2 separate regions of the Rattus norvegicus genome follow, and region 2 is linked to region 1. A link is a contact called in public Hi-C data. All regions are on one chromosome and are shown on one strand. Each heading gives the region's core, a stretch centred on a gene start, on an enhancer-like site or on the middle of the called end of the contact. The rest is flanking DNA. Distances are from core to core; before and after follow the strand shown.

Evidence for each region. A called contact is a pair of places that touch in the nucleus more often than the background predicts.
Region 2: a contact with region 1 is called in a Hi-C map of hepatocytes, with 2.2 times the contacts expected there. The contact joins the enhancer-like site here to the promoter of Btg1 in region 1. A contact is called at or near these places in 6 of 12 Hi-C or Micro-C datasets (the Rat2 cell line, Schwann cells, frontal cortex and 3 more) and 1 of 1 datasets of contacts at active chromatin or transcription factors (oligodendrocytes).

The regions. Positions count from the first base shown.
Region 1 is chr7:33,225,562-33,230,983 of GRCr8, forward strand. Btg1 (BTG anti-proliferation factor 1) reads left to right here and starts at 2,588. Exons shown (of 2, transcript NM_017258.2): 1 at 2,588-2,735; 2 at 3,532-4,845. The coding sequence starts at 2,588. The coding sequence ends at 3,899. It overlaps LOC102550725 (a long non-coding RNA gene), which reads right to left and starts at 2,064. Exons shown (of 3, transcript XR_005486879.2): 1 at 1,594-2,064; 2 at 760-867; 3 at 1-521.
Region 2 is chr7:33,791,445-33,796,866 of GRCr8, forward strand. No RefSeq gene overlaps it. Among named protein-coding and RNA genes, the nearest start is that of U2l1, 42 kb to the right of the region's middle. Within about 2 kb of position 2,832, at least 15 of the 93 cell types and tissues checked have an H3K27ac peak or open chromatin away from gene starts, as enhancers often do. A contact at or near this core is called in hepatocytes and liver, where this site is marked.

The sequences.
Region 1 (5,422 bases), core at 1,338-3,837:
TTGCCAATTAACAAAACAAAACAAACAAACAAACAAACAACAACAAAACACGTCTGTTTCCTGAGCTTGTTTTGACAGAGATCCTATGATTTTAATGCCACAACTGTTTTCAGGGTCTTACACATACTCAGACTTGCCAAAGCTATTTAGTTGAGGATGGCCTTGGATTCCTGGTCTTGCTGCCTTTACTAGCTCAGAGACAGGAATTACAGGCATGTGTCTGCTGGGGATCTGACCCAGGTTTTCTGTACTCTATAGGTAAACATTCTACCAACTGAGGCCTATCCCAAGGTCTCCTGCCTTGGGATGGAATTACAGGCAGACTTCACTTAGCTTCTTGGACTGCTTTGTTTTGAGACAAGGATTCAACTATGAAGCTTTAGCTGGCATTGAACTCATAGAGATCTGCCCACATCTGCTCTGGAGTGCTGGGAGTGTGTATTAACATGCCCGGTCCTTGAACTGATTTTAACGTTTTCGGTTGAGGGAGGTCCTGATGATGTTTGGAGAGGCGGTAAAGCCTGTGAAGAGAATCAGAGATTGGGAGATGTCCGAGTTCAAACTTTAATATTTTGCTAGCTTTGTTATTTTTGTTTTGTAAAGGAGTCTGTTTATACTCTGAGTCACTGGGATGGGATTCCCAGTCACAGGGGAAGCAGACAATTCTACTCTCTTCCTAATCCAGACTGAAGGGACTGTTACTGAGAGGGGAAAAGGACAGAACAGGTGGGGAGACGGGTGGTAAAGAGAGATGCAGACTTCTCTACAGCATGAGTACAAGGACAGACTTTTGGTTCTTTATCTTCCGGAATGGTGAGACAAGCCTCCAGTCAAAACTTTGCTATTCCATTTGATTTTCAGGAAGTCCTGACGATTCACAGGGGAAAAAAAAAAAGATGTTACTTGTTGTCTCACTTTATTATCAAAGAAAATCAATACTTTCACGACTTAGTGCTTTCTACAACATTATCTTCAGAGGACTGATTCAGAATGCACGGCTACTAAGTATTGTATATTAATAAGAAATAATGTCTTAATCACCTTTTCAAATCAAGCTCAGTAACCAATCCTCTTGCTTCTCCTCTCTGGCTAGCTCCATATATCTTTAAGTGGTATGGCAACTGTTGACCAACTAAACTCTAAAATATCTATTTCCATCTGGTAGAGTTCAACTTCTGACTCTTGTTTGCTTTTTTCTTCCTGCCTGGACTTCAGTTTTTTCCTCCCTCTCCCCTCTCCTACTTTAATAGAGTTGGGTTAACCCTATTTTGGGCCTAATAGTTTTAGCAGGCTCATGCCTTCCTTCTTTCCAGGCTGTTTTCAAGCAACTTTGCCAGTGAATGAGGGTGTCTAGGTTTAACATTCTGAACAAGGTTCAAGTTTTATTTTTCGTCTGTCTTAATAGCAGCACAACTTTAAAGTTCTGACATTACTTGAACTACAAAAATTTAATAAAAAACAAATTTGGTTGTGTGTATAGTACATATGCATAAAATACATATTATTTTCAAAAACCACCTTCCTTGTTTTGTTTTGAACAGATTCTGTTATATTTTCTTCTGAAATAACAGCCACACCGGCCTTACTTACTACCTGTTTGCCAATTAAACTTTTACAGACACATTTCCACCTTTCCCGGAGCAGTGGGTTCCCGGGTGTCTGCAGCCCCTTAGGGTAATGGCTCGGATTAAGCAGCAGGATAGCTCCTGGGAGCCGGTCCTTCCATTCCCCGCATTCACCGGAGCCCCAGACTCTGCCGCCGCACGCTCCTCCTTCCAGAGCTGCCAGCCAAGCCGTCTGGAGCTGGAATCAGATGTAAAATGGGGTACGCACGGGGCAGGGGCTGCGGAGACCGAACCCCGGTCCTGCCGATCCGGACACACCACCATAATTGAGTCTAGAATCCCAGACCAGAAGCGGGGACCCGGACTGCCGGGTCCCCACTGGCCAGGGTCCGAGGCGGAGTTATCTTGGGGGCGGAGCTTTCACACGCGCCTCCTCGGCCTCTCTCTCCACCCTCCACCGCTCCTGCGTCTCAGGCTGCCACTCGGGGTTTATTTGTTTACAAGCAGATTACGTCAGCTCCTCCCTCTCTTCCCGGCCTCTGGGCACGCCCCCTGGCGGCCCTTCTCCCGCCCCCTCCGGCTCCGAATCTGCCTGCGTCACAATGGTGCGATCTCCGGATTGGCTGGCGTCCTCCCTCACGCTCCAGGTACGCCACTTCCTTTCCGCAGCACTATAAAATGAGCTGCACGGCGGCGGCAGCTCTTCGCCCCTCGGAGCTGGAAATGCAACTCTTGGGATCCTCGGAGGCTACCGAGCTGGAGGCGGAGGCGGCTGGGGAGGTCCGAGCGATGTGACCAGGCCGCCATCGCTCGTCTCTCTCTGTCTCTCCTGCCGCCTCCTGGCTTGAAAATAACTTTTTTACTCTAAAGGAAAGAAAAAAAATCCCCTAGAACCAGTAGCCGTCCGCGCCTCGCGCCCTCGCTTCCTCTCGGCCGTCGGGTCTGGGCGGGAGCCCGGGGTGGCCGCTCCGCCGTCGGGGCCGAGCCCCGGCCGCCCCGGGCCACCCCCGGCCGCCGCCCCCATGCATCCCTTCTACACTCGGGCCGCCACCATGATAGGCGAGATCGCCGCCGCGGTGTCCTTCATCTCCAAGTTCCTCCGCACCAAGGGGCTCACGAGCGAGCGACAGCTGCAGACTTTCAGCCAGAGCCTGCAGGAACTGCTGGCAGGTGAGCGGGTCACGGGACCCGTCGCGGGTCGCCACTAACGGGCGCGTCCCGGTCGTGGCTGGGGGGGGGGGGGCTGGGCGGCAGGGCGCCGCGACACGCACAACAAAGGATCCGAAGCGGTGCGACGCGGAGCTGCGCCCCGACGGCTACCGGCGGGTGGCGGGGAACAAAAGACCCAGGGCCCGGAGTCCGGTCAGTCCCCTCTGCCAGGTCGCCGCGACCGTTGCGAGGGTCGGCGGCTGAGCTCCTGAGTGGCTTGTCGCCGCCGTTCCTCTGACCCGACCCGGCCCGGGACGGACGTGCCAGGGCTCCGCACCTCCTATGCCTCTTGCCCATTAATCATCGGATTTGTCACCGGTACAATTACAACCCAGCCCAGATCTTGGTTTAGAGTTTCTTGGTTTTCTTTCCTTTGGGGTTAACTGACCATAGTGGCGTTGTCTTACTCTTAACCCCCACTAAAGCCATAAAGTCTATTGTATGCGACCCCGTTGGGGTGGAGAAAGTAAACAGGTTCCCGCCCGGTCGCCTGTGCCTTCTAGCTAGTTGGCCATCCCGGGCTGCGCGCGCGATTCCTGTTTTGGCGGCTCAACCGGTCAGTACCCGGACAGTGTTTGCCACACTGCGCTTTTCTCCATTCGGTCTCGCAAGAGCGAATTCAGTCCCGGACATTTGTAAAAGTTGGTGGTTTTGGTTTTCGCTTCTCCAAGAAGCTGACAGGAGGAGGAAAGTAACAGTACAGTACGGCTTAGGTTACTACGGTTCTAAGCATTGTTTCTGTTCTTTCCTTCCACAGAGCATTACAAACATCACTGGTTCCCAGAAAAGCCGTGCAAGGGATCAGGTTACCGTTGTATTCGCATCAACCATAAGATGGATCCTCTGATTGGACAGGCAGCCCAGCGGATTGGACTGAGCAGTCAAGAGTTGTTCAGGCTTCTCCCAAGTGAACTCACACTCTGGGTTGACCCCTACGAAGTGTCCTACAGGATTGGAGAGGATGGCTCCATCTGTGTGCTGTATGAAGCCTCACCAGCGGGAGGTAGCTCTCAAAACAGCACCAACGTGCAAATGGTAGACAGCAGAATCAGCTGTAAGGAGGAACTTCTCTTGGGCAGAACAAGCCCTTCCAAAAACTACAATATGATGACTGTATCAGGTTAAGATATAGTCTATGGATGGATCATCTTATAATGGATGGATAGATTTGATTTTTTGCTTTGGGTGGGCTCCTCTTGGGGATGGATTATGGAATAACCATGTCACAGCTGTGAAGATCTGGCACAAGATAGAGTGGTAATAATTTTTTTTTTTAAAGTGACAGTGCCATAGTTTGGACAGTACCTTTAAGTGATTTAAGTAGCCTGTGAGTCCAAGTAAAGGATCACTTTATTTGGTAGGGAGTGAAGTCGCAGGGTGGTTTCAGTTTCTCCCAGACCTTATACCCAATTTGTCACACCAGTCCCTTTAAGGAAATTCTGTATTTCAAAGAACCCTCTTTTGCAGTCAGTCAACCTTGCAGGGGAATTTGCACTATTTACACTTGAAAGTTACCAGTAACTTTTTTTTGGCAGCTCAATAGGAAAGCTCAATGTTCTAAGCATGGTAGTACTGGAAATATTACACGGAGACTTTTACCTAGCACTTAAAAATGTATAAATGTACATAAAGACACTTAGTACGCATGACCTGGGGGAAATGGTCAGACCTTGTGTTTTTGGCTTTGAGAGTAGCAAGTGACCGGAATCTGCCATGACAACAGGCTTTTAAGACCCTTACAAAGACACTGTCTCAACTGTGGTTAGCACCAGCCAGCTCTCTGTACATTCGCTTGTAGTTTTCTAAGATTGAGTGAGTAAACTTCTTATTTTTAGAAAGTGGAGGTCTGGTTTGTAACTTTCCTTGTACTCAATTGGGTAAGAGTCTTTTTCCACAAACCGCCATCTATTTTGTGAACTTTGTTAGTCATCTTTTATTTGGTAAATTATGAACTGGTGTAAATTTGTACAGTTCATGTATATTGATTGTGGCAAAGTTGTACAGATTTCTATATTTTGGATGAGAAATTTTTCTTCTCTCTATAATAAATTGTTTCTTATCTTGGCATTTTAATCAATCTCTTGTCATGATTACAGAGGTTCAGCTACAAAATGTTTTTCTCAGAGGTCTCAGGTTTGTAAGCTGTGGGAATGCCACACAAGCCCACTGGGGAGAGGAATGAGGGTGACGGGGTGTTCGATTAGGAGACAGGAAGAACTAGAGTAAGGGTTTTAGTCTTTTAACCCGTTAAAAGCACGGACACATTCACAAGTTAATGATGTCATGAGGATAAAGACAGAGGTACGGTCTTCAAAAGGTGACGCCACCCAAAGGATCCCCATCACTGCTTCCTGGGGAAGTGAAGATAGACACGCTCCTCTCTGGCCTCCTTTTGAGAAACAGTTCTTTTGCCCCATGGATTTGTCCCTTTAGAAAGTCCTGGGGCAGGTGACCTAGAGCCTTAAAGAACAGGCTTATCACAGCAGAGCAATCTGCAGCTTTCTGGTTTTCATCTTGCAAGAGTTACATTAAAAAAAAAAATCCCATAAGCTGGAATGCAACAACAGGTATGTTGATGAACTTCTTTTCTCAAAAGTTGCCTGGATTTCCATAGCAGGGGAAATTGTGACGACGCAGTGGAGGTTAGT
Region 2 (5,422 bases), core at 1,582-4,081, 570 kb after region 1:
TATTGAAAAGGAGGACATCATGAATTTTTCAGGCAAATGGATGGAGCTAGAAAATATCCTGAATGAGGTAACACAGACCCAAAAGGACATTCATGGTATGTACTCACCAATAAGTGGATATTAGCCAAAAGTTCCAAATACCCACAATACAAGTCACAGAGCATAGGAAGCTTAACAAGAAGGAATATCAAAGTGTGGATGCCTAAAACCCACTTAGAGGGGAAACAAAATAATCATAGGAGGCAGAGGGAAGGAGGAAACTCTGTAGGAGTCAGGGGCGGGGAGGAGAGGGGAAAAAGAAGGACAGGATCAGGATCGGTATGGGAAGAGACAGGAGGGACACCCAAGGGCTAGGAGAATGAATTACAATATGCAGCAGTGGGAGTTAGGGGGCAGGAGGAACCTCTAGAAAGTCCCAGAGACCTGAAATGTGAAAGGCTACCAGAACTCAATGGAGATTACATTAGCAGAAATGCCCAACAATGGGGAGATGGGACCAGAAGAGACCACCTCCAGTAGAGAGACAGGGCTACCAGTTGAGGTAGGGGAGGATGCAGAATTAACCCAGAATTGTTCCCGTCTAAAGGAAATGCAGAGCCAAATATGGAGTGGCAAGTCAAAGGCCACCCAGTGACTATCCCAACTTGAGAACCATCCCATGCACACACAGCAATGCACATGGCACTACTACTGAGGCCATATTATGTGTGCAAACAGGAGCTTCATGTGTCTTCTGAGAGGCTCTAACAGCGACTGACTGAGAGAAATCCGTATCCTTCCAGCCAACCATTGGTTTGAGGTCAGGGACCAATACGGAAGAGTTAGAAGAAGGACTGAAGGGGCTAGGGATTTAGCTCAGTGGTAGAGCGCTTACCTAGGAAGCGCAAGGCCCTGGGTTCGGTCCCCAGCTCCGAAAAAAAGAACAAAAAAAAAAAAAAAAAAGAAGGACTGAAGGAGCTGAAGGGGATTGCAACCCCATAGGAAGAACAACAGTAGCGACTAACCTGGAACCCCAGAGCTCCCAGAAACTAAGCCAACAACCACCTAGGAGCATACATCAGCTGGTTTGTGGCCCTGGGCTCATGTGTGGCAGAGGACTGCCATTTATGGACTCAGTGGGAGAGGATGCAATTAATCCTGTGTGAACTTGATACCCCAGAGAAGAGGGAATGCTGGTGGGGGTGGTTGGGTGGAGGCGCACTCTTTCAGCGCTGGGGGTTGGGATGAAGAACTCAGGGTAGGGGGACTGGGAAGGGGGGGCCACTTTTGGAATGTAAAATAAAACGTTTTAATAAAGAAAAAAAACATCATTGTCTTCTAAGGAGTGAAGTCTAATATATTATTTAGCTTCTTATGGATGGAAAAAACTAAAGGTGATATTTAAATATGAACCTTTACTGTTTCACTAGCTCTCTGAATTTGCAGAGCCGAGTACGAATGTGGTGGATTCTTGGTGTCATGGATGTAAGGTCAAGAAAAATGCATACACTATTACAGTGTGTATTGTTAATAGCGAGTTAGTTACCTTTGCACCCAGGTACACACCTCAAAATGGATAACATTGTGATATACACTTGCACAGGACTGACTTTGCTGACCAAACAGGTAGAACATGCAGCAATGAATAGAGAGTTAAATTTAATCTCTTTAAAATGGCTCCCACATAGGATGGGCACTCTGTGATCTTTTTTTCTCCAGACAGGAAATGCTGTTGTCAAAATATAAAAATAAAGGGGTATCTTTTATCCCCACTAAGTCTACACCGCAGTGCCGCTGCTTGAGACATCACGTGACTCAACATGGCAGCCCAGACGAGTTGCTCCACACTCCCTTACACTTAAATCTACACATGAAAGAACACACAACACAATAATCTTTGATCCAATTGATAAGATATAATTGCTCACCTAAACACACAAAGCCCAGTACACGTCCATCCCTTAAGAACATTTATAACAATCTGTAAAGGTACAGCAAGGAATCTTAATGTCAACTGCCATATTGTCCCTACCTACTCTCTCCCTCCTCCTCTTCCTTCAAACTTTTCTCCTGCCCATCCTTCCTTCTCATCCAATGACAGGCCTCATTCTACCTTGTGATACCTGTGATACCATCCCACAAGTAAAGAACAGATTATCTTTTTAACTTTTTTTTAATTAAGATATATTTGTGTCATTTTCTCTTTCTCCTCCCTACCTCCAACACCACCAGTACCCTCCCTCCTTCTAAAATGTATGGCTTCTTTTAAAAAAAATGTTATTGTTACACATATCTTTAAATATATAAATAAACCTGCTGGGTCTCTTTAGTGTTGTGTGCATGTATATGATTTCAAGGAAGGCTGCTCAGTATTGCATAGCCCATTAGGAGTCATCCAATTCTTGGGGATGACTGATTCTACCACTTACACAATTCCTTAGTAGCCTGTAATTTTTCGACTAGGGATACAATGTGTCCCTGTGAGATTTCCTTCTTCCATTGTACAATATCTGCTGGTAGTGTCCTCATTCATCCCTTGTTTAGGTAGCCATACTGTTGGTGTGTTGTGGGTGAAGCTTCTAGAAGACACAATCACTCAGCAGATATTCTGGTCCTCTGCCATGTGCAATCTTTCTGACTCCCTTTAATCCGTCATATACCCCCGGAATTCACTCCCAATTGTGTTCCCATCTTGAACTACAAATTAATACTGAAAAAAATCCTCACAGGACAAGTTCAACTCCACATTATTCAGATTATTTCAGTATTTGCCATGTACTAGGAATATATGTGAGGTTCAAATATTGACTGAATCAGGACCGCACAATGATTTCACCAACAAAGTCCACTAGGTCAGTTAACCTCCTTCTTCCTAACAGAATCATGTTGCTGATTTCAAATGAGTCTCCACCAGGCTGTTCAACCACTTCCTCCTCTCCCTCCCCCTCCGCTCCCCTCTCCCCTCCCCTGAGCTCTTTGCTGTCTCTGACTTATTGTACTAGAATCAGCAAAATCATACTGAAGGCTCATTTGTATATAATTTCTTCAGAAGCAGCCTCTACAATAAAATGCTCAAGTTCAAAGATTCATAAACCGTTCCACACAAAGCAAGATTTATGAGACAAAGTTCAGAGAATCTTGGTTAATCATTACAAATCACAATTGCACATGCCTGGTTCTAGGGTTGTACTCTTCATGATGCTGAAGGCTACTAGGGCAGGGTGTATCCTTTCGTAATCTTTGGTTTGTCTGTTTCACTGCCAAGAAAATAAGCACAGAGGGGGTTCTGCTTTGTATCTCTGGGATGGGACAATAGCTCTAATCTGCAATCTTTTATTTTTGTTTCAACTGTTCCAAGACCAATTTCAATTTAACTTGCTTGCTTTGCTTGTCTCTTGATAAAAAGCTGTTTTGATTACAGGGGGTTTGGAGGCGATGGTGGGAGGCAGAAGTAGAGATTCTCTCTCTCTCTCTCTCTCTCTCTCTCTCTGTGTGTGTGTGTGTGTGTGTGTGTGTGTGTGTGTGTGTGTGTGTGTGTGTGTGTTCATGCATGTATAGGAGAAGGAATAGGAGCCAGCATCCATGGGCTGTATTTGTTAATCTGCTTAAAACCTTAACAGATTTTTTTCAGCTGAAATTTGGGCAATGTTAATTGTACAGGCAGAATTCACGCTGGGAAAATCTCCTTGGGTGGGGAGAAAAAGACAGAAAGCACAGCCTGCCTGTTATATAAGATGTTTATTTCTATCCATTCCAATCCACCATAAGCAGTACAGAAAATAGGCCAATGCCGCTGACCAATGATGTCACTGTATCATCGAGGTGGGGGTGGGGGTCTGGGTTCCACGTCGATGAACAGGAGGATTTCCTATCACCATTGCCGTCTTGTAGAAGCCTTTATACCAGAAGCTGCTGATCTTGGCTCCCTTTGATGCTTATAGGATTTATAGTAACTGGGTGGCTACCATTGATGGCAGCTCCGGACAAGCCACACGAATGCTTAAAACAGTGCTTTTTTTTTTTTTTAAATCAAGCCTCTGAAGTTAAAAGGATTGGATCCTGTCAGCCAAGTGCTGGCTATCCCTGGGAAATGGTACAGAGAAGAGGGATGGTCATCATGGTGTGAGATGCTAGGCAGTGTCTTTACGTACCGAGTAGCTCATTCTGCAGAATGCCTGCTTCACTTATGGTACCTTGCATGTATGCTCAGTCGGGGGTGGGAATGGGGGGGCCGAGGGGCATCCACATTAACTCATAAAGACTGCAACTCAAATCGACAGCTTTATACATTTTTTAACGAGCTTGTCATTTGTAATGTCATAGAGACATCTTTATAAGTTATAGTGGGTAAAGTGAGTGAAATGATGTCTGTGCCCAAGATTTTTTATTCCTTATTACTTTAGTATTGAAAGCAAACCGAAGCCACATTCCTTCATATTACAAAGGGTGACTCTGTCACACGGAGAAGACACGTATTGCAAGTAACCGTTCTGTGGTTCGGTTTATGGAGCTTTTGGTAAAATCATGGTTTTCTGTCATGAAAAAAAAATATCTTCAGGGTTACTCTAATTGACCCAGTTTTTTTTAAAAACACCGTTCTTGTGTATTGCTGCTCCAGTCTCCCTCTAGAGGAAATCAGTGGGTATTGCAACTCAGCCTCAGAGGTGGGGGGGACAGTCTAATTGAAATGCAAGCTTAAGACTAATAACATAACTGAGTACTAGAAGCTATTACTCTGAGGAATTCTAAGTGCACAGCACCTTTTGTACTAACCCCGTGCCAGCATCGGTATGTATATTTTTCCTAAAGCAAACAAGCAAACAAAATGTCTTAACCCTGTTTGTGTGTTTTCTGAAAACAACAGATGTACTGAGAGAGCCATATTCCCGTATTCTGCGAATATAGAGGGCTGGATGTCAGGCTGCTGCTTACCCACCGGTAGTCCATGGCCTCTGGTACAATGAAAATATTTGTCCCTTTCTCCAGTCAAGTAAGAAACTAATAAAATGCATAAAGGGCATAAAAGTGACTTTTAATAAAGAGTTCCTTTCTTTTCCAAAAATCCTCATAGCTATCCTTAGAAGTAAACACACAGAGACACACGCAGACACACGCAGACACACGCACAACCACCACCAACAATGACAAATAGAGCTTTCAGAAAGTTTCTTTTCTTTTTGATATCTCATCATCTAAGCCCCTGTTTTACATTTCAGAACAATGACATGATTCGTCTCTGCAGTGTGGATACTGTGGAAAGACCAGCACAAGGGATAACCTGGGTGACAAGAAGTCTCTTTTCAGAAATGTGTGTCAATGCAGGAAGGGGTTGGTGAGTGGAAAGCTGTAGGAAAAAGGGAAGGGAGTCTTTTTTTTTTCTTTTTTTAGGAGCTGGGGACCGAACCCAGGGCCTTGCGCTTGCTAGGCAAGCACTCTACCACTG